2 separate regions of the Mus musculus genome follow, and region 2 is linked to region 1. A link is a contact called in public Hi-C data. All regions are on one chromosome and are shown on one strand. Each heading gives the region's core, a stretch centred on a gene start, on an enhancer-like site or on the middle of the called end of the contact. The rest is flanking DNA. Distances are from core to core; before and after follow the strand shown. Region 1 holds the start of Nova1 (NOVA alternative splicing regulator 1). Region 2 has its middle 190 kb from the start of Nova1.

Region 1 (2,826 bases), core at 153-2,652:
GAGATTTAGAACATGACAAACCTTCACTTAACATACTGAAGATGAAAAAAAATCCAACACTGTAAGTAGTGATCCGCTAAATTTGTCTGTCATAGCAAACATAAAAGACTGCAATTAATCACTGGCTATATCCGACTTTAAGTATACAAAACAACCATCTTCCTGCAAAATAGTCCACCCAAACTGTAGGGAGTATTCCAAGCCGTGAGAAACTGCCAAGGGGAAAAAAAGCGTCAATGTGGTGGACTGAGAATCTAAGTAATCCCGATGTATTTCCGCGGCACTTCTAAGTCTACTATGATCTCGGCTAAGCTCATTAATTAAAAGACCTTAAGAAGAATCTTGCCAATACTAAAAAGCTTACGAGTTATTTATTCTAAATACACTCCAAAGTCACCAAATAGATAACGCTCCATCTCCAAAAGAACCATAAAACGGAGACGGGGGCGGGGGGAGGTTCGATGAGCCGTGAAAAAAAAAAAAGAAAAATGAAATGTTTCAGAAAATAAAGCCAACTCCATAAACTTTAGTTTCCGTCAACCTGATCACGTCTTAAATAGGAAACTTCGCGGTAAATCCAGCTCTTTACTGGGAACGAGTATTCCGAATTTTTTGCGATGTGCCACTCACAAGACCCCCATCCATTTCTAATGTATATGCTGGAGATAAATTCACCTCTGCTTCGATGCATTGGATGCATTGTTAAGATGACTCCAGTGCAAATGAAGAAGCGATAGCGGTCCCGTTATAACTCATCTTCCGAGGAAGCGCAGGATGTTAACTAACAAGTCACCGTACCAGACACCCCCCTCGTATGCATACCCTTGAAGACAAATCAATGCGATATTTGTACCGACCATGTAAGTGCGCTCAGGGCATGCACTCATCAAGATTTTGCATACTACTTGTGGCCCAGAGCAAGGGGATGAACAGAGGCAAAAGTCTCCGGTGCCCCCAGCATCTGCAAGCCGCTACCCAAGTGCCATTTATTTATTTATTTGATCAGACTGTTAAATGCAGCGCGCATCTTCAGGCGGCCATCACCTCTCGCGGGGGGCGGCCCTGGGAGCGGACCCTGTCGCCGGGGCCAGCACCGGCTGGGGCGAGCGGGTCGGCTCAGAACCCCGGGTCGCCATCTTGATGAGACGGGGCCGGGGCAGGTGCAGGGGAGGGGGCGCGGGACGGCCGGCGGCAGCGGCCACGGCGCGGGAGGGCGGCGGGGACGGGGCGGGAGGCGGAAGCGATACCCACCGCCCGTGTTGGTCCTCTTGGTGCTGCCGGCTTCAGGGGGCGCTTCAAGCGGCCTTTTCCGCGAGTCCGGCGGGTCCAGATCTATGGGAACCCCCGTATGGGTCCCGTTCTGCTGAATGGGAGCTGCCGCCATCATGCTTGCAGTTCCTGCCGCTGCACCGGGAGAAGCGGCTCCCTTTTGTTTTGGCTTTTTTTTTTTTTTTTCTCGTTTGGGGTTGCTAAGGTTTTTTTTTTTTTTTTCTTTTTTTTTTTTTTTTTTTCTTTAATCGGATCAATAGCAGTCTGAGGCGGCGAGCAGTGTGGCTGATGTGCTCACTGGGGAGGGGGCAGGGCGCGGAGCAGCTGCAGTGCAGTGTCGGCTAGGAGCGGGAATGGAGGGGGTGTGGGAGCCGGAGGGTGAAGAAGGAGAAGAAAGCGGCGGGCAGAGCGGGAGTGAATGAGCGGAGGAGGCGCGGGCGGCCGGGAGGAGGGCGAGTGAATGAGCGGGAGGAGGAGCGGCCGCGGGCGGCCGGAGCGGCGGACCCGGCTAACGCGGCGCTCGCTCCCGCTGCTGCCGCCGCCGCCGCTGCCTGGGCGCGTGTGCCGCCTGCGCTGCTCCGCGCCGCTGCCGCCCGCCCGCGCTCATCGTGTCTCCCGCGCGTGGGGGGCGGCGGGCGGGGGCCGCGAGGGGCCGCGACTCCCACACGCGCCGCGCGGGGCCGGCCTCCGCGCCGGAGTCTCCGCCTGCGGGGCGGCGGGCGCGCGCGGGCTTGGCGGGGGCGCGCGGGCTTGGCGGGGGCGCGGAGCGGGCCGGGGCGCTCCCGCGGGGAGGCGGGGTGAAAGGTCGCGGGGCCCAGGCAACGCCGCTCAGGCAAACGTCAGCGGCTTGCCGCGGAAACCCAGGGGTCCACAAAACGCGCTAGGCGGGGAGGCGGAGCCGTGCGGGGAGTGACGGCAGCAGCAGCCAATGACAGCCGAGCGAGGGAGCCGGGCGGGATCCTGGTCCAGCTGGGACTTGGTGGTGACAGTTTGGGCTAGTCCGGGAAGGGCGTCTGAGTGACCGCGGGGAGGGGTGGACGGCTCAGGCAGGAGACCAGAAACCCAGCTGGGACCCGGAGAGTTCGGCAAAAGGCATTCATTAGCATCTCTGGGAGGCGGTTTTCTAAAGGAGATGTCATCAGAGGATTTCTTTCTCGCACCGTGTGACACTGTCGGGGACTTACTGTGTCTTGGCGCCTTATGTGCTTTCGGGAGCAAGCCAGGATATAAATAAATAAAGCGATATGTGGTCTCCACAGGGACCCGGGAGGCAAACTGAAGAGGCAACAGCTGAGGGTGTACGCAGCTTCACACACTGCACGAAACACAGATGAAGGCATCTGGGCACCCACGACTTACATAGCTTCGGGCGGTTTCAGGATCCTGATCCTCAGCCCTTCCACACTGGAGGGGGCGGGAGGGGGATGCGGGAAGTGTGGCTAAGCTAGCATTATAAAAGACCCTAGAGGTTATCTAGTCCAGTCCTTCTGTAGATAAGGAAAGTGACTCAGGGTATTTTGTTCAAGGTCATGCATCAAGTTAGTATTTTAAGTCCTG
Region 2 (2,826 bases), core at 206-2,705, 190 kb after region 1:
AAGGATACCTTAGCTGGGTTTCAATTAAATTGTAATTTTTAGAGATAACAAAGAAATATGCAATGCAGTTGATAAGGTCTGCCTCCATTCATTAATTCAGAATTTCTTTGTTGGCCTTTGTATCTGGTAGTCAAATTATTGAAAACTAAATCATATACCAGAAGAAATACTACTCCTAGGAAGTCTGTACTTTGTTATAGAAGTGGGTGCCAACCATGTCATATTCCATACTGTTGCATGGTATATCTTTGAGCTGGCAAATACAGGAATGAGGATACTTCTTTTTGCCCAATAATTGCATTTCCAGTTCTATAATTGCTAAAATGATGTGGCAGTCAAGTTCGGAGAATGCCTTCTAAACACATGTTAAGGACATCTGCATCAAGTACATCCTGCTGAAGAAAAGTTTTCTTCTAAGACTCGCAGCTAGTGTGAGCATGGATGCTGCCTTTTGTGAATGTCAAACAGGGAGCAAATACACTTCAGTCAACCTGCGCGCTCCCTCTATCTTCCTTTCCCTCTCTTCCTCTTTCTCTTTCTCTCCCTCTCAATATCTCTATTTTTCTGTCTCATTCTCTTTCAAACTCTTTCTCTGTCTCTATTCCTTCCCCCATCTTTACACACACACACACACACACACACACACACACACACAAAACACACATACCTCTTTGGGTCATTTATCCAAAGTATGGCCAATATTTTTCATTAACAAAAGATATGAACCAGTGAATATTTCTATTTCTAGATTCTATGGATAAATATATATTTAAGGGATCTAACAATGTCAAAAAATTAGGAAAATATCTAAGAACAAAATTCAAGTTTAAAAAAACAGAGCTTTGAAAGTGAGTTACAACAATGTTTTTCCAAGTAGCACTTAGTTCAATTCATAAATGGAAAGACAGGATTTAATTTGAGTTGGGGAAATGGCCTACAGGGTCACAAATTTTCCCAACCCTGCACTTCATTTCAGTCTGACGAAACTGACTTTCTTGGAATGGACTCACATTTTTAATTTAAAGATCTCTAGCAGGTTGTTGGATTATATGCTATAATTTATGAAAATTATTTTCAGTATTCTTTTTGTCATTTTGTAGGCTAGCAAGTGTTCTTTTCCTCTTAGCTACTTTGCCTAGTGATCCTTAGAAGAAATCTGGAAGTAGCTCTTATCTTTCTCAGTATAGCTGGTGCTTAACCTATCCTGAGAATTCATTGAGTCATTTCCTGCTGATAAATATCTATATGTAGTCATGATTGTCACCTATGCAGGCAATATAAAACTGGCTCTTCTCTTTTTAAACCAAGATAGCATTTGCACCAGCCTCTAATCTTACCTACCACTTTCTCCCCTTTCAGAACCAAGCTTGCAATTCTCATCTTGAATAGCTTTAAAATTGCTCATAGCAATCAATGACAACCGAGGCATCACTAAAGAATTTCTTTTATCTCTAAGCTCCAATTTAGATCTGTCATTAAGCTTGAGTAAGCGCGAGCTGTCTGCACATTCTCCCTCATCACATGCTCCAAGCACAAAAAGTCAACTTTGAAATCAAATTTGTTCTGTCTCCGACTGTACTTTGTAATGGTTTTTGTGTGAACAATAAACTTCATGAAATAGTACTGTCAATCTTTAGTAACTTGGAAAAGTATGGCTTGAAAAAAAAATAAAAACAGTGATGTGCTGCCACAACTTAAGAGTGTCGAAAAAAATAAAAACAGTGACATGCTGCCAAAACTCAAGAGTGTGGTGACAGAAGCCATCAGTTCTGCCTAAGTGCTGTTGGCTTGGCAGTACTGGAGGGAATGCTGAGGGTTAATGTCAGATTGGAAGAATGAGCTTTGAGAGTGAACAAAATATAGGTCTTCCTTTCTTCTGCATAAATGAATGTATAATCTTTGGAGAGTCCCTCTTCTTTCTATGGCTTAGTCTCATCATCTTACGCATCATATAGGACTTACATGTCATCTATATCATAAGTCCACTTTATTAGAGGAGTTCGTAAGTCTGGCTTTTGCATGGACTTCACTTCTCCTTGAGTGTTCTTATTATTCCTGAAATAGAGATTTTACCAAAAAGGAACCAACTTAGGTGCAAAGCATTCCTGCTTTGTCACTAGACTGAAGCAATGCACTCTATGGGTTCAGACCCCGAGTTATAACTACTGTCTTTTGAAGAGTACAGCCTACATCTTGGAGAACTTTTCCATTGCCACTTCCTTCAGCCTTACCATCATACTTAAGTGTCCTTTAGTCTTTTATTTGGCAAATAGAATTGTGAAAGAGTCTGCCTGGGCTGTCACTTCTATCAGACTGAAACACAAAATAACAGATCTAGTAGCTATTTCATGCAAAGTAGTTAGTATTTCAAATATGTTTGTTTAGGGCATCCTTTCTCAAGAAGATGGCGTGTTTCCCTAAACACAACTTGATAAGACCATGACTGCATTTCTTCTCTAGCCTATGTAAAGAAAAGAGGGGTATTCCTTAATCCATTTGATTTTACAAATACTGTTGATTATACCATTCTTTATTCATTCTTTGTCTAAATGAAAATAGAACCAAGTCATTATACCAGGAAGCCCACCACAAACAATCTGATGATCTTTTCAACTTCCAATTGTAGACCACAATACAACCTCTAGAGATCAGCAAACATATCGAAGTTACCTTTTGTGATTCTGTTTTATTTTCCTATCAATATCAGATACCGATTCTTTCAATTATATTCCTTAGCCCAGTATATCTGATCTGAGTCTCGCTGGATCTGTTTTTGTTGGTTTGTTTGTTTTGTTTTTTAATTTTTTTTATTTTTACATACACACT

What was found. A called contact is a pair of places that touch in the nucleus more often than the background predicts.
Region 2: a contact with region 1 is called in a Hi-C map of the G1E-ER4 cell line, with 8 times the contacts expected there. The contact joins the enhancer-like site here to the promoter of Nova1 in region 1. A contact is called at or near these places in 1 of 484 Hi-C or Micro-C datasets (the G1E-ER4 cell line), 1 of 115 datasets of contacts at active chromatin or transcription factors (stem cell-derived neural progenitor cells) and 2 of 9 other capture datasets (adipose tissue and pancreatic islet).

What each region holds. Positions count from the first base shown.
Region 1 is chr12:46,817,365-46,820,190 of GRCm38.p6, forward strand. Nova1 (NOVA alternative splicing regulator 1) reads right to left here and starts at 1,403. Exons shown (of 5, transcript NM_021361.2): 1 at 1,252-1,403. The coding sequence starts at 1,387.
Region 2 is chr12:47,008,461-47,011,286 of GRCm38.p6, forward strand. No RefSeq gene overlaps it. Among named protein-coding and RNA genes, the nearest start is that of Nova1, 190 kb to the left of the region's middle. Within about 2 kb of position 1,456, at least 3 of the 459 cell types and tissues checked have an H3K27ac peak or open chromatin away from gene starts, as enhancers often do. A contact at or near this core is called in the G1E-ER4 cell line, where this site is marked.